2 separate regions of the Anas platyrhynchos genome follow, and region 1 is linked to region 2. The links are chromatin contacts, called in public Hi-C maps. All regions are on one chromosome and are shown on one strand. The core of a region is the stretch at or near the end of the contact, and the rest is flanking DNA. Distances in the headings are between cores, read along the strand shown.

Evidence for each region. A called contact is a pair of places that touch in the nucleus more often than the background predicts.
Region 1: a contact with region 2 is called in a Hi-C map of subcutaneous adipose tissue, with 2.3 times the contacts expected there. The contact joins two enhancer-like sites. A contact is called at or near these places in 2 of 8 Hi-C or Micro-C datasets (skeletal muscle and subcutaneous adipose tissue).

The regions. Positions count from the first base shown.
Region 1 is chr6:28,127,660-28,133,766 of IASCAAS_PekinDuck_T2T, reverse strand. CNNM2 (cyclin and CBS domain divalent metal cation transport mediator 2) reads right to left here. Exons shown (of 8, transcript XM_072039750.1): 7 at 2,695-2,879; 8 at 1-1,135. The coding sequence ends at 926. Among named protein-coding and RNA genes, the nearest start is that of NT5C2, 67 kb to the left of the region's middle. Within about 2 kb of position 3,701, at least 2 of the 8 cell types and tissues checked have an H3K27ac peak or open chromatin away from gene starts, as enhancers often do.
Region 2 is chr6:27,965,794-27,972,667 of IASCAAS_PekinDuck_T2T, reverse strand. The region is part of intron 1 of WBP1L (WW domain binding protein 1 like); the gene reads right to left. Among named protein-coding and RNA genes, the nearest start is that of WBP1L, 13 kb to the right of the region's middle. Within about 2 kb of position 5,512, at least 1 of the 8 cell types and tissues checked has an H3K27ac peak or open chromatin away from gene starts, as enhancers often do.

The DNA of each region.
Region 1 (6,107 bases), core at 2,452-4,951, 160 kb before region 2:
GGACTTCACAATGCAACCGTCAGGAACTCCAAGGAAAAACCACCCCCTTAGGTCAGCACGGAAAATGACACCTGCCTTTCATTTCACCAGACTTGCAGTTTTGCTAATTAACTCCTGCCCCCCAGAATCATCTTCAACACCCACAAAGGTTTTGGAGGTTACAAAACGGCAAGTGTTAACAATGCTTTTGTCCGTTTTACAAAGAAACCTTCAGAAATTTGAGGGATCGTTAAATACCAAAATAATCGCTCCTCCTTCCCTGAAACTTAACTGGGAGAATGTAATAATACTCATCCCTTGACCCTCCAGGTGGCTGAAACCAGAGTTTCCTTGAAGCTTACTCATTCTTAGGACACAAATACATACAAGTACCAGTTACTAACTTCTTCAACAGGGCAACAAAAAGGACCAGAGAGGGGTGAAAAGAGGCCTAAGGACTTTGGAGCCAATTCACAAAATCACAACAGAGCCTATCTGAGGCTGGGGAGGGACAGAAACAATTTAAAACTCTGCAAAATACTTTTTAAAAACATGATCTCTCTTGAAAAAATAACCGGAGCAGCTTTTAAACTTCTCCATATGTGTTTGAGGAGGAAAAAACCCAACAAGGATCAAAAATACAGATAAAAAATAAACATGATTCTGCTTTGCAGGAAGTATGTTCATTGTTCTCAAGGGTGGCTCACCATTCCCAAAGTACACTTGGGGCTTTAGTCTCTCTCTGTCTTGCTCTTTGCTCCTTTCTTCCCGTTTCTTCCTCTTCTGCTCCCAGAACGGACGCACAAGTCTTTGGTCTCAGAACACTGGATGCAGCACAGTGTCGCAAGCACATACTAACGGTGTTCACACTCGGGGAGGAGGCAGGAAGGAGCGAGGGCTGGTCCTGCTGAGGAGATGGGATGGGTGGGTTGTGGGAGGTCAGCTCCTAGATGGCTCCTTCACTGTGCATACTGTGGTTGGGCTTGTTGTGAGTCACACAGTTCTGTTCGTTCAGCAGGTTTGCTGTCTCGTCCGGCAAACCGTCATGCAGCTCCGTAAGAGTCAGTTCGATTTTAGTGTTTTCACTGTCCGAGGACTGAGGTGTTTTGTCCATCCGGGATGCCATCAGGGCATTTTGGTACTGCTGTCTGGAGATCTGCTCCGAGCACGGAAGGAAGGAACGAAAAGAGCCAGTCACATTTTGTGTCTGCGCTGGACACGGAAGGAAAATGAGGTACCTTGCACACTTCAACCCCAGTTTACCTGGCATCAACTCCACTGCTATAAAACATTCCTGTGCAGAGATTTTTTAAACCAGGCCTCCATTTCCTTCTAACCATGCACAATTTTAGGGCCCAAACCAGAGTTCAGTCTTTTCCCCAGCTTCAGTGAGCTCTGGGAGAGGCTCTAAAAGTCCTCACAGAGCTAGAGGGCAAGAACATTGCTGCCCTTGTCTAGGGCAGCAAATGCAGCAGGATCTAGTTCCTTATCCTGATACATAAGAGCATTTGATTCTAAAAAAGATTGGGGTCTCCACAGAGTCTAGACCTAATTAGCAACCCATAAAGTTTTCCCCTTCCTGCACTTAGCAGGGCAGTCATGGCAGGAGCTGGCCTAGAGCACAGAGCATTTTGATGCTGCCTGTGGGGCACCAGGTGTGAGGATGTCATAGTCCCATACTGCTGGATATGGTGGTACGGGGGAGCAAGATTTGAGAAAATCAAGTTTTGGTAGCAACAGAGCAGAGGGACTGGAAATAGAGAGACTCAGATGGGTCAAATCACTACTGAACCACTGCATTTGTCAAGTTTTCAATCAGAGACTGTACTCTCTTTTTAAAATTTGGCTACCTGTAGGTGTGGAACAATTGATTTAGCATTCTAGTATTTCTATTCCATTCCACAATTTCAATATTGAATTAACTTTGACAGGAGTTGAGTTCATGAATCATTTGGGTTGCACACAAAGAAAATTTGAGTGTGCACTTAATTTAAGAAAAGCATCAAGGTCAATTTCTGGCCATGGGACGTCAGCTTCCCTCGACTCCCAGCTGGGCTGGAACTGCTGCCAGCATTTGGGCTCCTCAGCTCAGCTACATTTCCTTATCCCACAGGACTTGCACACATTTCAGCGTGGGATGCACCATGCTGGGGGACAGAGCTGTATCCGTGCAGCCACTCACTGGTAGTGTGAGACATGAGCCTAACATCAAGTTAAGATAAAGATGAATGTCCAAGACATCTCCGAGCAGGATGACAAGTTAGAAAGTAAGATCAAGAACCCCAAACTAAAACCAAAATCAAAAGTGAATGAATACTGCAATGAACACAAAATGTCTCGTCCTTTAGAAAAGGATGCTGTCAGATCTCCATTCGGATGGCTCCAAAGGCTTCACAAGCTACGTCTTTCAGGACTAAAAGCAGAGAGGGTGTTTTCTACTATCTCTCCCCAGGGGACCTGAAATCCAGAAACTTGTGTGACCAATCTGCTTACAGGCCTAAATAAAAGGAACACTGAAGACAAATCATCGGACAGCAGAGACTGAGAAAAAGTATTTAAAGTGATTTTCTAGTGGCTGTTTTCATAAACCTACTTACTCACAGAGCTACAAAGCAATCTAGAGGGACCTCCCTTCCCCAGGCTCTCCATCCCATCAGCCCAGCCCAGCCCAGCCCCCCGCATTTTTTCCTGGGGCTTTATCATTTTTTTTCCTACCTTGACAAACTGAATGTCTGTGAGTGCTTTCACTGAGTAGTCCGGGACGTACACTTGGAGGAAAGACGCATTCAGCTGGTTGTTGCTGCTCCCTAACGTCGGTGTCACTGCGTCGATGCGATCACTTCGGTTTAAAGAGTCTGAGTGATTCAAGCCACAGGGCCGAGGTGGAGACTTGTTTTCGGCTGAGAAATGGGCAAGAGCAAAAGACATCTTAAATCAAGCAGAACACATTCGAAGCCACCAGTTTCAAAGGGACATCATTAATCGCAAAGTAACACAGAGCATCTGCAAATACTTAACCTACTCTTACGTAGACATGCAGCTAAACAACAAAATGACCCTGAAAAAGAGCATATTTTGAATCCCGAGCTGGTAGCCAACATCATGAGTAGGATTTAAACCAACCTGGTTTGGTTTGTGCTACGGTGGATGTGCCCTGTGCACACTTGGTCACAGTGCTCCTGCCAATGGAAGAGGCAAACTCCCAAGGCTCCATTCAGGAGCTCTTGATAGTCAGACCGTGCTTAATAGTTGTTTGTTTTTTTTCTTAATGGTTTATAGTTGTAACTCCATACCAGACCTTTCATCCACAGTCAGTCCCTGCTAACCCTTAGCCCATTTTATTATATGTGGTACCTGCAAATACCACCTTGTTTCCTGGGTTAGAACAGTCATTTTTAAAAATATCAGAGTGATAGAGTCTTCAGTGGACCGGAGGACAGTCCACATGATGATTGCTTCAACAATGTTCCCTCCTGTACCCCCCGATGCTTGAAGGGAGAAAGACTCCATGAAGGGGAGCAAGCTCCACATGGTGCACACCAGCCAGCAAAACAGGGAAAACAGTCCATGCTACACAGAAAAATCTGCATCCAGGAGAGACATGGACAGGAAAGGAGTAAACTAGAGATATTACTTTCCATCACTGGCCTTTAAGCACTGTAGGGTTTCACTTGAAAATCTTGCAGCTACCCCTTAAGAATGCGATGGGTCACAGTTCCTCCCATGTAAACGTGCTTTCAGCAAGCCACAGGCATTTTGCACCCCTAGCTTCCACCCACACAGTGACTCAGATGACAGGAGGACATGCAGAAATGCATCCTAAAAGAGATCCCAAGCATGTCTGCAGATGGGCTTCTCCCTGGGTGCACGTACAAAGATCAAAGAACGCTTTGGGACTGGTGAATTTTTGGATCTTACTGCAGTTATATTTCATTCATCCAGACCAAACAGTAACTTCATGGCATCTGTGCTACTCCCCACACAATCTCCGTTCTCAGCTGAGGCATCATTTTCACATAATCTGAAGATACAAAGCCTCTGAGCAAATCAACAACATCCTTGTAAGTTTTTCAAATTTTATGATTTTTAAATATATAAAGTGGTCTAAAAAAAGCTCACTAAAATTCAATCCTACCTTTGCCATTTAATCACCATGAACATACCTCTCTTGCCAAAATGACATAGCCTGTTCCACATCTTTACATCTAGGCTTCCCTAAACCTAATGCTTTAGATGCTTCTAGATATGTGACTGTGGATTACCAGCCCTATTTTTTTATTTCCCACTTGCAATGCCACTGACGTCTTCTTTCCTCCTATTTTAGAAAAGGGAATGGAAAAATACAGGTTCTGAGAGCTTGGCAAATTTTCTGCCACTTCTGCACTACGAGGAATTAGTGCAGGTCCCTATGGTAACACCAAGCAGAGGCTTAGAGGGAAGCACTCAGAGCCCTGCAAGGTTTTCCTCGGTACCCATTTGCCATCTTGAAAGCCACAACGGGCTACAGGAACTGCTGCCAGGAGCCAAACCTCTGTCTGCACATGAGGCTTGGTGCCCTAAGCCTTTCCGAAGAACAAGCATGAAGATTGAACAAATTTGTCCTGTCTTTCCCACCTGTGTACACAAAATCTGGCTGTGTGTGACAGGAGCAGCATCACTGCTGTTTGGGATAAAGGCTTCCATCTGGAACAGCTTTCCACTGGCCTGACTCCGCTTTGCCCTCTGCTTTCACCAGGTGTCTCACAGTACGCTACTAATAAAAAGCTAAGGACAGAGAGCTTCGTGACAAAGCAGATTAAAATAAATGGACAAAAGGACAGAACAAAGAAATACGACTGCTAAAAATAAGAGGGAAAGGACGTTGCTTCTGGAGCCACGTACAAGTTGGTGGGGAGAAGTTACTGCAGAAGGGAGGACACGAAGGGCAGATGACAGAGGGAGCAGCAGGCAGGACCGTGTTGGCAGAACAGGGCCCTGCCAGATTTTTTCTACCCCAGTTTTCCTCACCTGTACATACTGGGCATTAAGAGCGCAAACCACAAGACAAATATCAAGACAACCATATTACCCATTTAGGATTTAATAAGAGGTTCCTTTTTAGAAGGACCCAGCAGAAGGCCTGGGTTTCATCAGAACTGGCACGACATTGTCATAGTGACCAGGCTCTATCAGTTCCTTTCAAAGGAGATTCTTCCCATTTTTATTTTCCATTACTGATTTTTTTTTTTTGATTGGGACAAAAAGCTAGGAAAATATGCTTGGCATTTATATTGGGAACAATTTGCATGTGCAAGGTATACACTTATTTGGAAACAGAAAAAAGAAAAAAAAAAAGAAGACCTGGCAAAACAAAAGAACCAAGCTAAAAAAGATAATCAAAGCCACCGAGCTTAAAAGAAAGCCATCAGGTACTTTAATTAAAGAAAGATTATATTTCTCCCCTTTCTTTTAAGTTTAGCAGCAGGAAACTTTAAAAGGGCAGGAAAAAATCCCCTGCAGGGCAACAACCTGTAGTTTGTTTGGAAAGTGCATGAGACTAATTTAAGGACTGATGGTGAAATACAATTTCAAAACTGAAAAAAAAAAGAAGACAGAAAAAATACAGGAAGCAGATGGTGAAAGTTTATGAATTGCATGATATGTACTGACGTTTAGATGTTTCACTTAAATATGCATATCATTATCTTGTTTGCTTTTAGGTCCAGGGAAAGACACATTTCATCTGAAAAAGAAAACTTCAAAGGGAAGAAACATGTTCAGGGTGGCCCAGATTATTTTAGGATTCTGCTGTTCCTACGCACTCTCCTGGTGGGTCTCCATCTTTCTCAACTGCTCTGTGCATGCAGTGTCTGCAAAGCTCGGTTCTTGACCTTTCCCAATTTCCAGCTTCTCAGCCACATCTCAGAGCTCATTTTGGCCCAATTTGTTCTCTCCTTGGTCTCCACTCTCCGAAGGGATTTTGCTGTCAATCAACTTGTCATTCAGCGAGGAAAGGTCTTGAGCAAAATGGGAACCAAAACCCACAGGAGCTCCCTCAGCCTTACTGCACATTCCATTGCAAATCCATCCACTCAGTAAATCTCTGTACCAATTCACAGCATTAACCTCATTGAAAGAAAATTTAAAGC
Region 2 (6,874 bases), core at 4,263-6,762:
TCTTTTCTACTCTTTCAAATTAGAAGAGGCCTTTGCAGAATTATAAATAAAGCACAAAGTGCCACGTGACTTTCCCATATGTAGTTTTTCAACAGCCAAGTGATTTCCCTTCTCCCATCCCCACTGTTTGCATACCGCGGTGGGGTTTGCCAAGTCTCAACTTAAGAATTTAGTAGCCAGATTTGTAAAACCAAGAAAATAAAGATTTTGCTAATATCCTTTGATCAGAGGGTAAGAAAGGTTAAACCGTGGAGAGAAGCAAGACAAAAAAAGAAGAGTCTTATGTTTTGCCATCAATTTACAAGGGATGTCACTGGATCAGTACAGAAGATGTGGGAAATGGTGAGAATGCCAATATTAGCTTCTCTGAGCTTTTAAGAGTGGTATATTTAGCCTTCCCACTTCTCCGCATGTTCAGAGACACAAAATGCTCTTCACCCACTGAACAAACAAGCAGACCTAAGCCAAAAAAGTGGAAAAGCTGGGTTAAGAGAGCATCTCAGTTTTATCCCACTAGGTCTGCTGGCAGACACAGTGTACAGAAGGGATTTTCCAGTCTGCTGCCTTTCTGGTTGCCTTCATTCCCACCACAACGTCTGAATATTTGAAAGCCCAATTTCCAAACGGCTCCCATGCCGTGCATCACATCCAGGAAACTCGTGGAGGTGACCTGAAACCGAGCCTCCAGCTTTCTGAGGGGTAAAACATCCAGCCATAATCTACAAGGAGCGACGTGGCAGGGAATTCCGAGCTGGGAGGAGGCAGCAGGCAAGGCTGAAGAGCACAAAGTGGGGTAACAAAAAGGATCACGTCCCAGAGGAACGAGCAGGGGACAAAGCACAGAACTGGCCTTCACCTGAACAGGTAGGGCAGTCTAACAAGGAAGACAAGAAAGTCACCAGCTACATAACATTAAGACTACCATGTTAGACAATGCCCCAAAGCAGGACTTAGAGACACATTCTTCCCAGGACACCAAAGTATCTCTTTTCCAGTCTGAGCTGCAGCACAACATTCATTCCTACTGACCTCACTTTTCCCCTTGGATGAGAAACACACCCAGGAGGCTATCTTGATCAATGCAATCTCCAAAAGTCCTTCACCTCATGGACGAGAGCAAATCTCACAGCATGACAGAAACCGACTCAGGGTCGGCGTGAAATTCTCATGTTTTATTTAACCTATTTCAAATTTTACCAATATCTAAATATTCCTTTGATACCAGGAGTGAAAAAGCCTTGGTGGTGGGCTGGTGACACCTTGCAGCTTGGCTTGCCGTGACCCCCAGCCTGCGTCGTGAGAGCCTAGCACCAAGACGTGTATTAAGACACTGCACTCACACCAAAGGGGGTCGAAAATGCTGCTCAACCCTAATGAGAGAAGGTGTTCTCTGGTCCTACATACGGCCTGAGAAGCGAGAGGAAAGAGGTTCTTTGTTCTCTGCAGCCTCCTTCAGTTGTGCTTGACGCCTGCATGCCTCCTAAGTCACGGTCACTTCCTGTTGACAGAAACGTCCTTCTGCAAGCTATTTCATCTGTTTTCAAAAAGACAGACAGCATTTTTTAACATTAGCCATTTCTTCCTGTAAGACAAATGATGGCCTTCATGTAACACACGATCAGGACTCCAAACGACTTGTGGTCCATCTCCAAATTACTCTGAACTTTGCGTTTGGCAAAGTCTAGCTATTTTCTGTTCCTTTTGTTTTCCATCAGCATTATAAGAATAGCATTTATCATATCAGACACAGAGGCAGAGTCATTAACATTTGAAGATAGTATCTATTATTTTACGCTGTGCAAACGACCGGACATGTTTTTTCATGTTAGTTCAGTGTCTGCATACGTATTAAAAAGTACCAGGATTCATACCTAAGTAAAAGATCACAGGTTTCAGAATTGGACACTGCAAGACTTAATGATTGGTCCATAGTGAGGGAAAACAGATAAAGTCATCATCCCATTTGTGAAAACTAGTAATTGTAGATGACAACTGTATTTTCAGGGCCAATCTTCAGGCAATTAGCAGAGAAAACTGGGCAACTTCCTTTAATTTATCCCCATTCTAGGCCAAGGATCAGAAAAAAATCATAATAATAGTTAAAAAAATAAAAATCAAGATAACTTTTTTTTTTTACTCCACAACAGCAAGGAGACTGGAAGCATAACTCACCCTAATAACTTTCTGTAAAGGGAGGATTTCATTGTTAACTATGGTAAACACCAGATTTATATTTTCCCTTGCAACCTGCCAATCTTGCCATGACTCAGAAAAAGTTTCCTTTGTACTTCAGCAGCTCTCCATTTTCAGTCTCCAGCAAAAAAAGATGGATAATAATTTAGGAAGATTTCTAGCTGTGCACTGTTTTGGGTTGCAATCACAGCTACATGCCAAAAAATAGAGACTTAAAATATAGACAGGAGTTGTTTAGTGGTATTCCTTTGCTAAGCCAGAACCTTAACACTGCATTTATTAAGCAAATCAGCATTTAAAAGAGGCAGAAAGCTCAAGGCTTCTCAGATACTTGATGGGAACAGAACATTTTAAGTGGGAAATAATAAATATAATCCCACTTGTCTCCAAAATAGCCAGGGAGATGGTAGCAATAAGCGGCATCAGGAGTGAAAATAAATGACCTCGTAATGTCTCCCAAATTTCCAGGCACTCAGAACTCCGCATGAACAAAGACTGACATCTCCCTCCCCATCCCTTGCAGAGTACACAGATATAAAAATATATTTAAAAGACAGCACAGAAATCTCAGTCAAAAAATGCCACAGTGATAACTCAGGTGGTATTTTTTTATTATTGTTTTTTTTTTTTTTTGACTCCTGTCTCCATGCCTCATAAATACTTTTTGTACCTCCAAGCACTGAGGAAAGTCACCAGGGATTTCCCACGGCAGCAGATGCACGGGAAGCCAACTCGGATCCCAATTTCTCAACTTAGGAGGACAAAGAAAGAGAGCGCTTGTACCGGCTTTAACATCTCTTTTCTTCGCATCTTCAAGTCTCTGCTAACAGATTCTAACAACCAGGGCACCAGAAGTCATACTTCAGCATCTTCAACTTCTTTCCTGAAGGACTCCAGCTACTGACTGCTGATATGCTGCCAACCTGGTCCCTGAAACAAGCCAGAGAGCGTTCAGGAAACATTCAGGACAAGGTTGGGAAGCATGAGGTGGCTGCAAGCAGGCCCCTGACTGCAGGGATTCACGAGGGTGTCTAGATCCCAACACATCCTAAAGAAATTGCAAGGACTGGCCAACCTCGGAGAAAGGAATCAATGAGGACGAACTGCAAAGCTGTGAGGGTCCACACGACTGAACTGTCTCAGGCCCTGCAGTCGGGAGAATGTACAGTCCAGTGAGTTATAAGCACTAAATTTCACCCTAAACTGAAGCCTGCATCCCCTTGACTAGAAACCAGACGTTAAAGGCAAGATTTAAATGTGAAATTTCATACAAAGATTTTGATGTGAATTCTGGAAGAAACAAGGAAAAACCCAAGCAACCCACCAACCTTTTTTTTTTTTGGTGAAGAGCAGCTGCCCTGAAGAATTTGAAAAGTCCTTTGTCCAGAACTATTTGTTACCATCCCGAATGCTCTCCCTGCATTTCAACATTAAATCATGTCTCTCTCCAAGATCTGTTTCTTCCTGTTTTCTTCAAAGGCTGTCGCAATTCAGAAGTCATAGGAAAGCACACCAACAATACCAGACTTGACTAATGCATACTTTTTTCTACCAAACGAGGTCTCCTTTCTGCTTTGCACCCTATGCACTGAGCCACACACTCCTCTGGGAAGACGCTACTTTTATTTCTGCTAAAGCACTGGGAACCACACGCAGATTTACAGCCACATACAAGCATATATAAAAGCCCAACAGGAATTTTTGCTATAGAAAAATCTGCTTCTAGTCTTCACTTTCCACTTGAACCCTTAATTCCGAGTAGCAAACGTTGTTTTTAGTTTAAGCAACTACGCATAAGTCTTGATGAAAGGTGTCAGGGGTATAAAAATATCCATTACCACTCTGGACTAGATTTGAACCGGTGACCTAATGATGTGACACTCGATAGTTCTTTAACAGTCCTGTGATCACAGAGATTTGCATCAGCAAATACTTAAATCCCAGGAGATGATACTTCCTGGGGATAAAAATGCTAGATAAATGAGATCTTCAGAAATACGAGCTTCTAGATTTGTGCAACTCCTAAAAGCAACAAAACGCAAAGAACGGTCACCAGATTCCCATGAGTTTCTGGAAGATCCTTGTACTGCGTGGATACAAGCACACAACTTTGTGCCAGAAGTCACAACTCACAAAGCTCAGCTTTCATTACTAGACAGAGGTAGACAGAAAAAAGCCCAAGAAAGGCATCCCTCTAGTCTTTAGCAACGCACCAAAAAAATCAAGGCACGTTTTGGATCAAAATGCACAAACAACCCCACTTGCAGTCAACGATTAAAAACTAATATTGGCACCATCTGTCCATCAACTGCATCGTACCAGATACCCAGAGCTTGGCATCTAGCATCTATCCCACCAGAACCACTCAGGCTCTTTATTTATTTATTTTTTAACCCAGGAACCTGGCACCAGCACCCTGGGGCTGTGCCAGCAGAGGTGGGTGCAGCTCCCGGCGAGGCACGCACGTGTTTCTCACCTGGTTTCACAGAGACATTGGCTGAAAGCACCAATCAAGTTTCCTCTCGAGGTGAAGCATCCTGTGGTATTTTATTAGGCTGCAAGAAAATTTCGCCGCGGTGCATCTGCTGGAGAGGCAGACCGCCCGAAAGCGCAATCAACGCTTCCCATCAGAGGGAACATCCTGCTCAACATTTTTAAAGTGCTGCACAGGTGCTCCATTTCATTGGAGAGCCTCCACACAAATAAATTTCCCGATCAATAGCGGTATCTTCAATCTCCCTGATGAAAAATAATACTCCCCTGAATAGCCACCCGCCCCCCTCCCCGCACACGTGAGTAAACTCAGCCACGAGTGCGACCATTAATACAAAAAGCCTCTCGAGAAAAAGCACCCGCACGGCTCTCTGCCTGCCTGGGGGATGCGAGTCCTTTGCTGGCTTTGTTTATAAGCTACAGATGTACTTCAGATGCCCTACACTCACCCGTTCACCCACCCCAGACACACCAGCCCAAAGCCCTTGGCCATCCATGTGAAGACGGTCACGTTCTCGGTTTGTACCCAAGAGGCACGCAATTTGGGGTTTGCCCAGAAAAGCTGCTTATCATTGTTAATTTTAACAACACCATACGTATAATTAAAAGTTTTTTTAAAAAAAGAAAGAAAAACGCAACATAAATTACAAAGACAGAAGCCATAAATCTTCCGAAAGCATCAAAAAAAGATCACAGCGAAGCCTTTAAGGGTAAGGAACCTGGTTTCATAAACACACTCCCGATTAACCCTTCCGAACAGATAGGATCTCTGCTGTTGCTGAGCACGTCTGCCAGAGCTTGCCAAGGAAAGCATGAGCAAGCAGCTTCAAAGGCAGAATGACGTACCTATGGCAGTAAACCCTAATCCTGGCTGTGGAAACCACGCAATTGAAGTTAGTCATAGAAAATGGGATTAGAAACTCTAAAACAAAACAAGGGGCTGGAGGAACCAGCACTCGTCCCAAGATCCTGCTGAAAATCTTGAACAAGTTTTAAACAACTGTTCTCAGGGATGATGAAGAGAGTAAGACTAAGGATCTCTCACAGGAAACCTTCAGAGGATGAGGGTAAGGACCAGGTCAGGCTAAAACCTTACACATCAGCCCTGCACGGATGCTTGGCAAGGAGAGAGGCTGCCAGCGAACAACCCTACTGCCTCCTCCAGGAATTCAAGGGCATGGACCCCTAGCAAAAAGCCTGTGTGACCTGCCTGTGCTTTGTAGATCAGAGCAGTGGCACACACACCACGTGCAGGGACAGAGGGTGAGTTTTGGGAGCTATCTGGGATGTACAGCAATCCTCTTTCCACAGGTGATAATGTTATACAGATACATGCATCCAAAAATGCTGCAGCTGCTCGAGTGACCACCTTTGCTAGCGCCCTATAAAGCAAGAGCAGTAATGCAGAAGTTGGGATTTCTGAGGAATCCTCCAAGGAGACACAGTCACCGTGACTTTCAGAAGCTCCCCATGTTTCTCTCACACTAACATCCTGGACAACAATGCTGGATATTTCCCGAAGACCAGACCTAACACAAATCACAAGTTTGCACAGACTGCATGAAATTCAGGTTTCGAAGAATGCGTGTTTTCATTTTAGAATGAGCTGATTTCCTAGCTCAAGACAATCTTTACAAAATAAACCATGTCTGCACATAGGGTCAGGATGAGATCCTAAAACATGAGATCCTAAAACAACCATTTGCCTGAAGGAGCTTCCCTGGCCCTCTCACTGCCAGAGAAGCTTCATTTGCAAGTACCAAGTACTCAATTCCTGATTATTTCAGAAGTCAAAATTACGAGAACACAGACTTGCATCAGGAAAAGGAAGGCAGGGGAAGGAACAAAGACAAGCAAGGAGAGAAAATAATGCCGTGAGAAAACAAAAAAAAAAAAGAAAGAAAAAAATAAAAGGCAGACTGTCATGATCTAAGTGTTGATGAAATCTGCTCCTGGTCGATATGCAGTGTGGCCATAAGGTACCAGCCGACAGTCTGATGACAGAGGGCATTTTCTCCCTTTGATCATTCTCCAGTGTCACTGGAAACCCACCGGGGCTTGAGGAGGTATCAGGTCTTTGGGAGATGGGTATCTAACCTAGCACACAGACCACGAATGGAAGCAGAAGTGCCTCTTCCCCTCCTCCCAGGACTATCACTTGCATTTAATGGAGCCGGAGTGGTCGGAT